Linked DNA regions of Zea mays: all the other regions are linked to region 1. A link is a contact called in public Hi-C data. All regions are on one chromosome and are shown on one strand. The core of a region is the stretch at or near the end of the contact, and the rest is flanking DNA. Distances in the headings are between cores, read along the strand shown. Region 1 holds the start of LOC100193289. Region 2 holds the start of LOC100381517. Region 3 holds the start of LOC100282205 (aminoacylase-1).

Region 1 (3,511 bases), core at 612-3,111:
CCTCATCTTTCCTATATATGTTTTCGAATTAGATTAGGATGGAAATTCACATTTGTTTTCATATTTTCTGTTAGCAAGCACAACCATTGTGTCATTATTTTGCATGCACTCAGCCTCTCACCATAGCTATGAGAATGAAATTCAACTTTTGGATATACCAAAATGTTTATAGAATCAATTTAATTAGATATGTCAAGATGACAACACATATTTCCTTCAGCTACTATGGATTTTTCATTGATAAAATACATGCTTGATGGCTGCTTGTCTAAAATTTATTTGTTTAATATTCTTTGTTTGTAAGCCCAAAAATTTGTAAAACCATGAAATAATTCCAATGAAAGATCGGTAATTTTTTTCTCTGCTGCTACAGTTTCCTCTGGTTCCTCTTGACGCAGGACCAAAAACTGGTACTGAGAATGAAATGCATATTCTGGTGGCGTTGGCGTCTTTGTTGGCGATGGCATCAAACAACCCAGTGAGACCAAACTTGCCCTTGCTGAGCACCAGGGCGAGAACATGGCCTCGACAGTGAAGAAGCTAGCTCAACACGCCTGAGCCAGCTGCCCCTGTGTAGTAAAAAGTCACACGGTAATCTTCTTCTAGCCCTAAGCATTTCACATGTTTCTGGATACATCATGCCTGTTGTATATGTACACAGTTTGCCTTATTGTTTGTCAAAGTAGCAACACCTATGTTTAGGTTCTTTTGTACATGTTTGACAAAAAACATATTGTTGTTGATTTGAACATTAGCAAATAACTGAAAGATGCCTGTGAAGAATATATAGTTGTTACAACACTCAACTTCTTGTATTTTGTATATAAATGAGCAACCTATGTTACATCAATTATTGCGTGTTAGTTCTAAATATCACATTCCACTAATATGCATTGTCTTCTTTTAATTTTAGTGTTTCATAAGCAACCTATTTTGTGTTATTTACTAAATATGAGTATAGTTTTGATTCTTAATCATGATTTGACACCTGTGTATTATAGGGAAAAAAACTGAGTTTGGAAGACATGATTATTTCTATGGTGTTTGCATTTTTAGATTACTGAAATTTATAGAAACATTGAAGTGTCAAGTTATTTCTGTGTGTGCTTTCTCGTCCTCTGGCGGTAGAGTATAGTGTTTGGTTATTGGCTTATCATTTATCACCTTGCCGAGAGGGAAGTTTATATGAACTTCAATTTTATAGCTTCTGGCGGACTTGCTCAGGTTCGTTGACCGCTTATCCTTACTTTCAGGCGCCTGAACCTAACGTAGAAGAGGAACATGTCAAGCTATTCAAGCAGATAGAGTTCTACTTTAGGTCGACACATTGACCTACTTCTCTCTACTAAATCCTTCAATTGGTTAAGGTTGTTCTTTCGTTGATCATCATCCTTTTTATCCACAGCTAGGAGAACCTATGCTCAAATGTGTACTAGAAAAGTGCTAGCTGTGCTCATACGCTTGCTTGACAATCATGTGTTGTTAACTGCTTTATATAGTGTTACTAATTATTGTCCTTTATTCTCTGATGCTTCTTCTGTAGTTGAGGCTTACATTGTTTTCTGATTTCCATCTCGATTTTGTATGTTATGTTGAAAGATCATATGCTTTTTGTAATTTTTGAAAAAATCTACCTTCTTGTTTTTGTGATTGTGTGCCGTTGAAACACACGAGCACATAACTAGTTATTAATTAATGTATGAATGCGGTAGAAAGGTAAAACGAATTTTAATTTGAGACGAAAGCATGTCGCGTGTACGCATGTCGCGTGTACCTAGCGATGGAGGGCCGGAACCCGCGCCATACCTTAGCCCGGCCCACTAGATCACAGAACAGTAAATCCTAAATCCTAGGTCGTCACCACCGATCTTATGCTTCCATCTCTGAGGCTGCCGCCAGCCACCGGCCAGCGTCGTTCGCTTTGTAGCAGTCCAGCTCTGCGCCCGGCGCCGCAGCCCCGCATCGCGCACAGGCACAACTTCTACGGTCCTGCCGCTGATCGCCGCACGTGGCCGCGCCGCCGCCTCCCTCACCCGAGCTCGACCGCGCTTCTCCAGCTCGCCGCCTCGACGGTCGCTGCCTCGACACCTCCCCCGCGTGGGCATCAGCCGGGAGCAGAGAGCCCTGGTCCCTGGAGGCGCGTCGCGTTACGGCGGGGGCGCGGCCTCCCCAGCCCCCCTTGGTGATCGGTCCTCCCCCGGCAGACTCGCCTCCTCGGTCTTGCGCTCCTGCGCGGCTGCGCGCCCAGCGCCGTGCCCGGTGGCGGCGGCGACCGGCGACGGTCAGCCCCCGACAGTCAGGACTTCCGACTCCGGACCTCCCCCTCAGCCCCCTCTGTCCGTTCCAGTCCCAGCTCGAGCTTGAAGGTTGAAACAACAAGCAAGGTGAGCACACAGCGGCCAGATCCACTCTTGAGATTAAGAGACAGTGGCACTATACTTTGCTTATTAGTATTGCTTGGACATTTTTTGCATATGGAATACCGTGCCATGAAATGGCAAATCCCGTTCCGTCATGTTCTCTACGCTACACTTGTCCCGTCCATTTTCATAATCACAATAAAAAACATGAAAACAAAATGATGTGTTTCCTTTTTTGTTTTTTGTGATGATCTATTTCCCGTATGCTCATATCGTTTTTATGAAATTAGGGACGTGTAGAAGTAATGTTTGAACATTAAATTTTATGGCAACTGTTAAATCAAGTATCTGGAGATCCCTCCTGAAAGGGCCTCAAAAAACTCATGAGGCTCTTTAATAAGGCTCGTAATATGCCGTCATATTAGGATGTGAAGGCATATTAAGTCATATTGTAATCTTAGCTGGCCACACTTAAAATTGAAGAATTTGTTGCTTTGTGAATTCGGTTGTAAGATGTGCATCTGCAGCCTAGAGTGTGAGATTCCATCACCTAGAGATGGACAACTGATGAGCAGTGTTCCACTTGGTTGGCATACAAGGCGCAATTCAAGGCTCCTCCTACACTAGGCACAAACCAAACTTAATTTGGCAAACATATGCAGAAAACGAATACAAGCTCTTCACTTTGATTTTAGTGCAACATAAAACCCTAAGCGCAGATAATTTGGCGTTGTCGGTTGGCCAACCCATGATGTATGTGTGCTAAGTATTGTATTTGGGCCCTCAAGACTGTAGGACACCTTTGCTTGCAGTGCCCCTTTGCCCATGCGGTCTAGAACCTGGTTAGCACCACAATTAGTTGCTGGTGGGAGAAAACACCCATAGGATCCCAAAAGACAAGAGGCACATTTGTATTGGTATGGTCATGTAATATTTGGAATTGGGAATAACATAACCGAAGCATCTTTGATAGTATGTCCTAAACAGCGTAGCAGGTAGCTCTAAACATAAAGGAAGGCATTTCTTGGTGCAAAAAGGTTTTTAATAATTCACTGCCTGTAATTTTTGTTTTTCTTGGCTTAGTGTATCCTTGTCTTCAGGGGGGTTACTCAACCAGATCGTTTTGTAAAGTTAAATTTGATTATTATTAG
Region 2 (3,525 bases), core at 468-2,967, 150 kb before region 1:
GGTCGGCGCAAGCCCAGACGACCCAACAAGTTCGAGCAGTAATCGCAACAGTGATCCGACCTTCCCGCGCAGGAGCCTCGTACATCGGAACCGAGCGAGGATGAGTCGGCTGAACTATAGGAAGATAGACTCAGTTAGTTCACTATTATTTTGGCTCATGTTGTTATCATATCCACATGTAATGCCCCACGGTCGAGTATATAAGGCCTAGGGGGCACCCCTTCAAGACCATCGACATCACTCATTACTTAGCCATCCACCCCGTTCTCTATGTTTTCCAGTACTAGAGGACTCCCTTGTAACCCATCACATAAAGCACTCTCGCCAGAACGTAGGGTGTTACGCATCTCAAAGCGGCCTGAACCTGTACATCATTGTCTACTATTTATCGTGCGCCCAGCACGAACCATCGAGCTACAGTCGGTAACACCATCCTACTCCTAAAAGCACCTTGAGGGGTAACCCTGGGTGTGCGGTCGGACCCAAAACACCGACAGATCGGATATTGCAAATGTCTGCCCATAACTATATCTGCGGTTACAACCAATATATATCCGTGATCATACCCGTGGCAGACATTTATATCAATGCCCCTGCCCATCGGGTTTCGGATATCCATCGTATATGACATAAACAATCATTTTTTCAACAACCCATTAGCATAATCAATCAAATTTCTTCTCAGTTCACTATCATACACAATTAAAAATTTAATGAAAGAATTATTATATGTTTGTGGACAACGGCCATGGACACTGAAGCGGCAGTCGTCAACCAGCCACTAACGATGCTATGGTCTATGGGACTTGGAAGGGACACGGAGCACAGCGTAGGAAGGCAACAAGGCCAGAAGGGGTGGTCAACATTGGAGAGTTGGAGCGTTAGCGCAGGGTTCATTGAGTTAGAGTTTGCCCTTTGGTGCGTAATATGGGTCAGGGCAAAAAAAATAAGTATGGATCAATTTCGGATATTCAACGGATAACTTGTGGATAAGAGGTTATATTCTAATCCACCCGACTTGAGAATACGTACGAATCTAACCCACGGATAAAAAATATATTTATATTTTGTTCCGCTGAATCGGATAACTAATAAATATCTGAATCCACGAGTTAAATTGCCATAGTCAAGTTTCTCAGCGGCTGGTGCACCCTGCGGCAGCACCACACGGCAGACGGTGCCTGGTTGCCTTGAGGGTTCTGGCCGAGCGCCCTACAGTCATCTCCAAAGGGCCGCCTTTGGCTTTCCGTCAAGTCGGTATGCACCGGCCTGACCTGTGGGCTCCGCGTGTTTTGGGGAAATTTAGCCCCTGATCTGATTTTATTGACCTGGTATTACATTTCTAATCCTCCTCTGGTTCATGACAGATTAAGCGAGGGCGCAGTTCGGGGTGTTTGGATTTAGTCCACGGTTTGGATATCAATTTGGAGGACTAAATATATGCTAACTAATTCATAATTAACTTTATTTTTTTACATCCTCCTTACACGTACGGGGAGGATGGGGAGCAAAAATCTCAAGAGGTCGCAGCGTGATCATGATTCATCACAGCGCGTGAGGCCCACATGTCAGAGAAACGACTCGTGGCCACGCGGGGCGTTTCTCCGCGGCGTCCTGGGTACGGCAAGCGTTTCTGCCAGCCCGGAGTCCTTGAATCGCAGAGAGAAGGGAAAAAGAAATTGCGGCGCAGGGCAGAAGAGAGAGAATCCCAATGCGCGGCTCCGTCTCCGGCAGTCCGGCTCCGCTCTGCATCTCCCGCCGCCTTGTGCAATGCGGTGCCCTCCTCCACCTCTTTCGCATTTGATTTGATTCGTCCAGAGGACAATCTCTGCGCCGCGCATAAACAACGCCAGAAGAGTCGTCGCCCCTGACCGTCCCGTCTCCTTCCTCCCCTCACCCCCACCCACCCACCCACCCACCCACCGCGCCACCATAAACCCCGAGGGGATACAGAGAAAAACCCCGGGCCCCCACACGCGCACTCCATGGCGGAGCCGGCCGGCAAGGCCCGGGAGCGGCGGGTGTCGATCGAGGAGGTGGCGAAGAAGCTGTCCCTGTGGCACACGGCCACGTTCCGGCCCATCCTGACCCACGCCGAGCTGGAGCCCATCCTGTGTGCGGCGGGCTTCGTGGCGCTGCCGTCGGCACCAGCGACGCATCAGAAGCAGGACGAGCGGCCCGGCGTGGCGTGGCGCGAGTACGCCTTCCTCGGCGGCGGCAATGCGAGCCCTGCGGCGGCGGCCCCGCGGCGCTGGCTGGGCCCGCGCCCCCGCCTCCCGTACCCGCGCGTCGACGGCCTCCACCTCAAGACGTACCAGGCCTTCCTCGGCGCCGTCGAGGCCTACCTCGGCGCCCACCGCGTCTCCAACCTCTTCCACGTCAGGTGCGTGCGTGCCGCGTGCTCTCCCGTCTCGCTGACTCCCCGGCCCCACCCAACTCCTCTCCCCCTTCCCTTGTTTTACGTTTGACTTCTCGCCGCCGCCGCCGCTCGGCCGCTTCCCGTGCTTTTGTTGTCTTCTTGCTGTTCGGATAGGCCTCCTCGGCTTTGTTTTTACGACCGCTCGGCGCCTAGCTTTTGTTGCACACGCATCGCCGGCGTGCCGGTCCCTGGTAGAGATACGACTTCTTCTCGGTCGCCGGCGTGCCGGTCCCCGCTCCTTGTTAGTTATTTTTGCCCTGAAAGTTGAAGGCCGTTCAGTCCATTAGCGTGATATACGGTGAAGTTAGTTTGCATGATCGTGGTTTGTCACATCAAACTTGCTGCTTGTTCTTATTTTAGCCGCCAGCGGAGATCGAGCCCTTTTCGGGGGGCACTTGGCATCCCGGCGTTGGGCTTCTTTCAGGCCCAGGTCAGCCCAGCCCTTTTAAAAAGGAAGCCCGGTTCAAACACGCCACGCAGGCTGACACTTCGCAGCTGGGCCCCTACGCTATGCCTGACCAAGCCCAGTCCGGCAGCCGTGGCCTCCGTCTCGACTTTTGACCATCTCCTGCGTACGTACGTGGCACGTGCTAACTAATCCTCGCTCGTCGTCTTCTTGATCTTGCCCTGCGCAGGCTGATGCCGGTGACGAGCCCGCACGACCGCGCGTTCGACAAGGTGTTCCGGCCGATGCGGAACTGCAGCCCGGAGGAGGACGGGCTCATCGTGTACCGGGAGGGCACCCTGGACGACCTCACCGTGGAGACGTGCAGCCGCCACGCCGCCACCGGGGACGACGGCGCCGCCGGCCACGTCATCCCGGGGATCAGCTGCAGCGACCTCGGCTGCCTCCGCAAGGTGGACGGCAACTGCCTCGAGGAGGGATGCAAAAGCCGCCGCGGCACTGCCCGCGGCCATGACGACGACTTCTTCGTCGTCCAGCTCAAGGATCTTTTTCCCAGCTACTACTGAGATTAGCTGCCTGAAACGACGAAACTAAACCGTGCAGCCTAGCTTCACCCCATTCTGCATGGGCATGAGAGTTTGCAGAACTGCAGTCGAATTAGTGGCGAGGAATGCATCGCCATAGGTGTTAGTTGGCCTGT
Region 3 (3,413 bases), core at 104-2,603, 180 kb before region 1:
TGTATATACAGCCTAAGAGTGACTTTTTCACGCGAAAAAAGATTACCGTAGTGAATTTAGTGTAAAAAACAGTGCAACTTGACACTTACATTGAAATGGAGTTTTGCTGGTCAATATACACTTAGTACTAAATAAACTAGACATCGCAAGCATTTAGCATCCTACAATTTGGTACGGCTAAAAAAATGGCATTAACAGTAAAAGCATCTATGTGCAATCCCAGACACAGCCACAAAATAAAGCTGTCATGAGCAAATCGAATTATAAAGATCGCTTTCCTGCTCGAGGTAAATTACTGTCCCAAGTGAATATCCAAGTTACAGACCTAACCATGAATTAATGAATCAAGACAACTCGTTGTAAGGCCCCGTTTGCATCCTTTGGACTGAATTTCATTCTAATAATCGTTATTTAGGCACATGTCAATTAAGTTAATATGGTTTTATGTGGAATATATATATTCGTATACTACTGTTGATCTCATATACTTATGTGCTACATTTCACTATATGGGAGCGGGTCCAAGAGTTTATCATAAATTAGATAGTAGAAACATAATCTGCTGATACATAAAAATCAATTTCCATTTCTTACCCTATGAATTTGAGATAGGCTTATATCTTAACTTTAGAAAGTAGTAGAATGTCAAATTCTTGTTATATCAAGTAGATTCCAGTTCCTCCAAAATGAACTGGTCCAAACAGTCCCTAACTGAAAATTGGAGTTCCGGAGACAAGGCGGCGCCAATTATAACCCTTATAAAGATGCGCAGCACACCACGTCCACGTGTAAACATACAGCTCAAACTGAACAAGCAAAAATCGCGGCTTAAAGCAATCTCTTCGCCTTCGGTAAGGAAGTAGTACATCTCACCTGGGAGCCTCGCGCGTAGATGCGACCGGATGGCTCATCGAGGGCGGCGGAAAAGGGCGGGTGGTCCCACTTGTTCGGCTCCGACGGCACCACGTCAGTGTGGGAGTTGAGGAGTATGGAGGGGAGCGACGGCCGCCGACCGGGCCACCGCAGCAGCAGCAGGGGCTTCCCGGCGACGAGCTCAAGCGTGCGCGCCTCGAGTCCAGCATCGGCGGCCTGTTTCCGGAGGAAGGCCACGGCCGCGGCGTAGTCTGGCGCCGGCTGCGCCGTGTCGATGCGGAGGTACTCCTGGAACCGGGAGATCGCCTCCGCATCCGGCGACGGCGACGGCGACGCCGCCCAGGCGAAGGCGAGGAAGGCAAGGGAGAGGAGCAGCGTAGTGGATGCCGTCGCCATGGAAGCGGGGCGGTTCCGCGTAAGATTCCTGGTTCAAATGGCGATGAGACGGGGCTGGGTTAGCGGCGGCGAGTGGCGACGGCTGGATGGGAATGCAGGGTGGTTATGAAGTGACGTGGCCCAATTGCTTTTCCACTTTGTTTTTTTTTTTGTGAAATTGAGATTCGTGCATGTTTTTTTAACTACACCACTCCATTGTACTATAGCTTAAGATGCCCCCAAAACATTAGTTAGATGGGGGTAAATGTGGTGAAACCCCCATTGTGAGTTTTGGTGTTGAGGACCATATAAATCGAGAAATAATAAAGTTTATTGTGTTGACAAAAAGATCAACGCTTAATAAGAATAATATTTAACTTGGAGGAGCCTTCAATCATAAAAGAATGCAATGATAGACTTAATGAATATTTAAATAAATTTATTTTATGCTTTAAAATCTATATTACTTATTAAGAAGGTAAGAGTAGTCTGTCGTTCCCCGTTCCGCGCGCAGAAAAGTAATCAAGGATCGAACCTTGGATCTATTGAGTAGAATGCCTAGTCTTCTACTCTCTAGCCAACGTGACTCATGTTGAATTGCATACAGCTTCAACTAAGATGTCTTTTGTGTTTAACCCGCCGTCCACTCTGTATGCTTACTGAGTCTAAAAAAACATTTATAGCTTGGCCCCTGATCTTCCTGGAATTTGGGACGCAGTTCAGGAAATAAAGAAAATAGGAAAAAGGAGTTTAGAAATTGATTTTTAGTTTAAAAATAATTGCAGAAACCCATTTAATTCATGGAAATTTCATATTAAATCCAAATGAGTTCATTCTAATTTCTATAATTCTATAATATTATTTTTTATCACATAATACCTCTGTTTTGTCATGAAAACAACAATAAATTTGATTTCCTAATTAATCCTATATCAAATACATAGAAACTTTGGAAATTCGTAACTTCCCCATTTTAATTCCAAATTGAACTGTTCCAGTTGTGTTAGTCTCGTATGAATATTTACTACGCAGTAACAACATTGATTATACCATGTTTTATACTTTTATAATTAGATATTTATTTATCCTATGTTAATTGGGTTAATCTATGTCTATTGGATTAATTTATTTAATATATTAATATAGTATTCTAACTTTATGGTTATACGATATTTGACCATTAGTCTTGCAAACACACACTTACCTTTTTGTTTAAGCAAAAGCGTATGGTGGTACGTGTCCGATGACTAACGATGTACGAGGGAATTTCTTCCGGTATGTGTGAAACGTGCTCTCCAATAATGAGACCATGTAAATCGTGACATATATCGAAGTCTACATGATACTGATGGTTGCAATGTAGTGGTGAAACAGATAGATTATAAATAACAAAATTTATGTATGGTCAGAATCACAAATTGATTATGAAACATTTTCTCATAACGGTATAACATATATTTTGTATATAAGTTATCGTAGTATATTGGTATTATATATATCTGTTGCAACGCACGGTCATTCAGCTATGATTGATGTAGGCATATAGAAACAGTAATCTCTACTAACTATTAAGAACTTACTGTAGACTGCCCCCGCCTCCCTACGCCCGCCCACCCGCACGCCGCAAACCTGCAAACCCCGCCGCGACCAAGGCGAACCGTACTCCCGCCCGCACACCGCAAGCCCGCAAATCCCGCCGCGACCATGGCGAACCGCCCTCCTGCCCGCCCTACCGCCTGCACGCCGCAATCCCGCCCGCCCGACGCATGCCGCACGCCCACCTAGCACGACCCGTGGAACCCTGCAGCCGCCCCCCGAACCAGCCCAAAGCGAGACCGGAGGGGCACGAGCGCCATCGCCTTGATCCCGCCCGCTCCGCCCCAGATCTCCTCGCCATTGTCGCCGCCATGCCCGGATTCGCGCCCTGCTCGCCCAGATCCGACCGCGACTTTGATTTCCCAACCGACGCAGGAGCGGTGGGTCTGACCGGCCGCGACCCGTCTTCTCATGGGCGCTTGCTGGTGTGGTTTGCTGATAAAAATGGGGATGGTGGCAGGCTCGCACAACCGCAACGAGATCGTCATGATCTGCCATGACGGCGATGCGCCGGGCCCGGTACATCCAGCCAATCCAATGCCGCCCTCGCTGCCTGCTTCAGATTCAGT

The links. A called contact is a pair of places that touch in the nucleus more often than the background predicts.
Region 2: a contact with region 1 is called in a Hi-C map of leaf, with 8 times the contacts expected there. The contact joins the promoter of LOC100381517 here to the promoter of LOC100193289 in region 1. A contact is called at or near these places in 9 of 25 Hi-C or Micro-C datasets (bundle sheath, ear, endosperm and 3 more).
Region 3: a Hi-C map of ear shows a contact between it and region 1, with 2.0 times the contacts expected there. The contact joins the promoter of LOC100282205 here to the promoter of LOC100193289 in region 1. A contact is called at or near these places in 2 of 25 Hi-C or Micro-C datasets (ear and tassel).

What each region holds. Positions count from the first base shown.
Region 1 is chr1:193,543,229-193,546,739 of Zm-B73-REFERENCE-NAM-5.0, forward strand. It overlaps LOC100193289, which reads left to right and starts at 1,862. Exons shown (of 10, transcript NM_001138431.2): 1 at 1,862-2,384.
Region 2 is chr1:193,397,852-193,401,376 of Zm-B73-REFERENCE-NAM-5.0, forward strand. It overlaps LOC100381517, which reads left to right and starts at 1,718. Exons shown (of 2, transcript NM_001356626.1): 1 at 1,718-2,383; 2 at 3,055-3,525. The coding sequence starts at 1,986. The coding sequence ends at 3,391.
Region 3 is chr1:193,360,027-193,363,439 of Zm-B73-REFERENCE-NAM-5.0, forward strand. LOC100282205 (aminoacylase-1) reads right to left here and starts at 1,354. Exons shown (of 5, transcript NM_001371842.1): 1 at 874-1,354. The coding sequence starts at 1,269.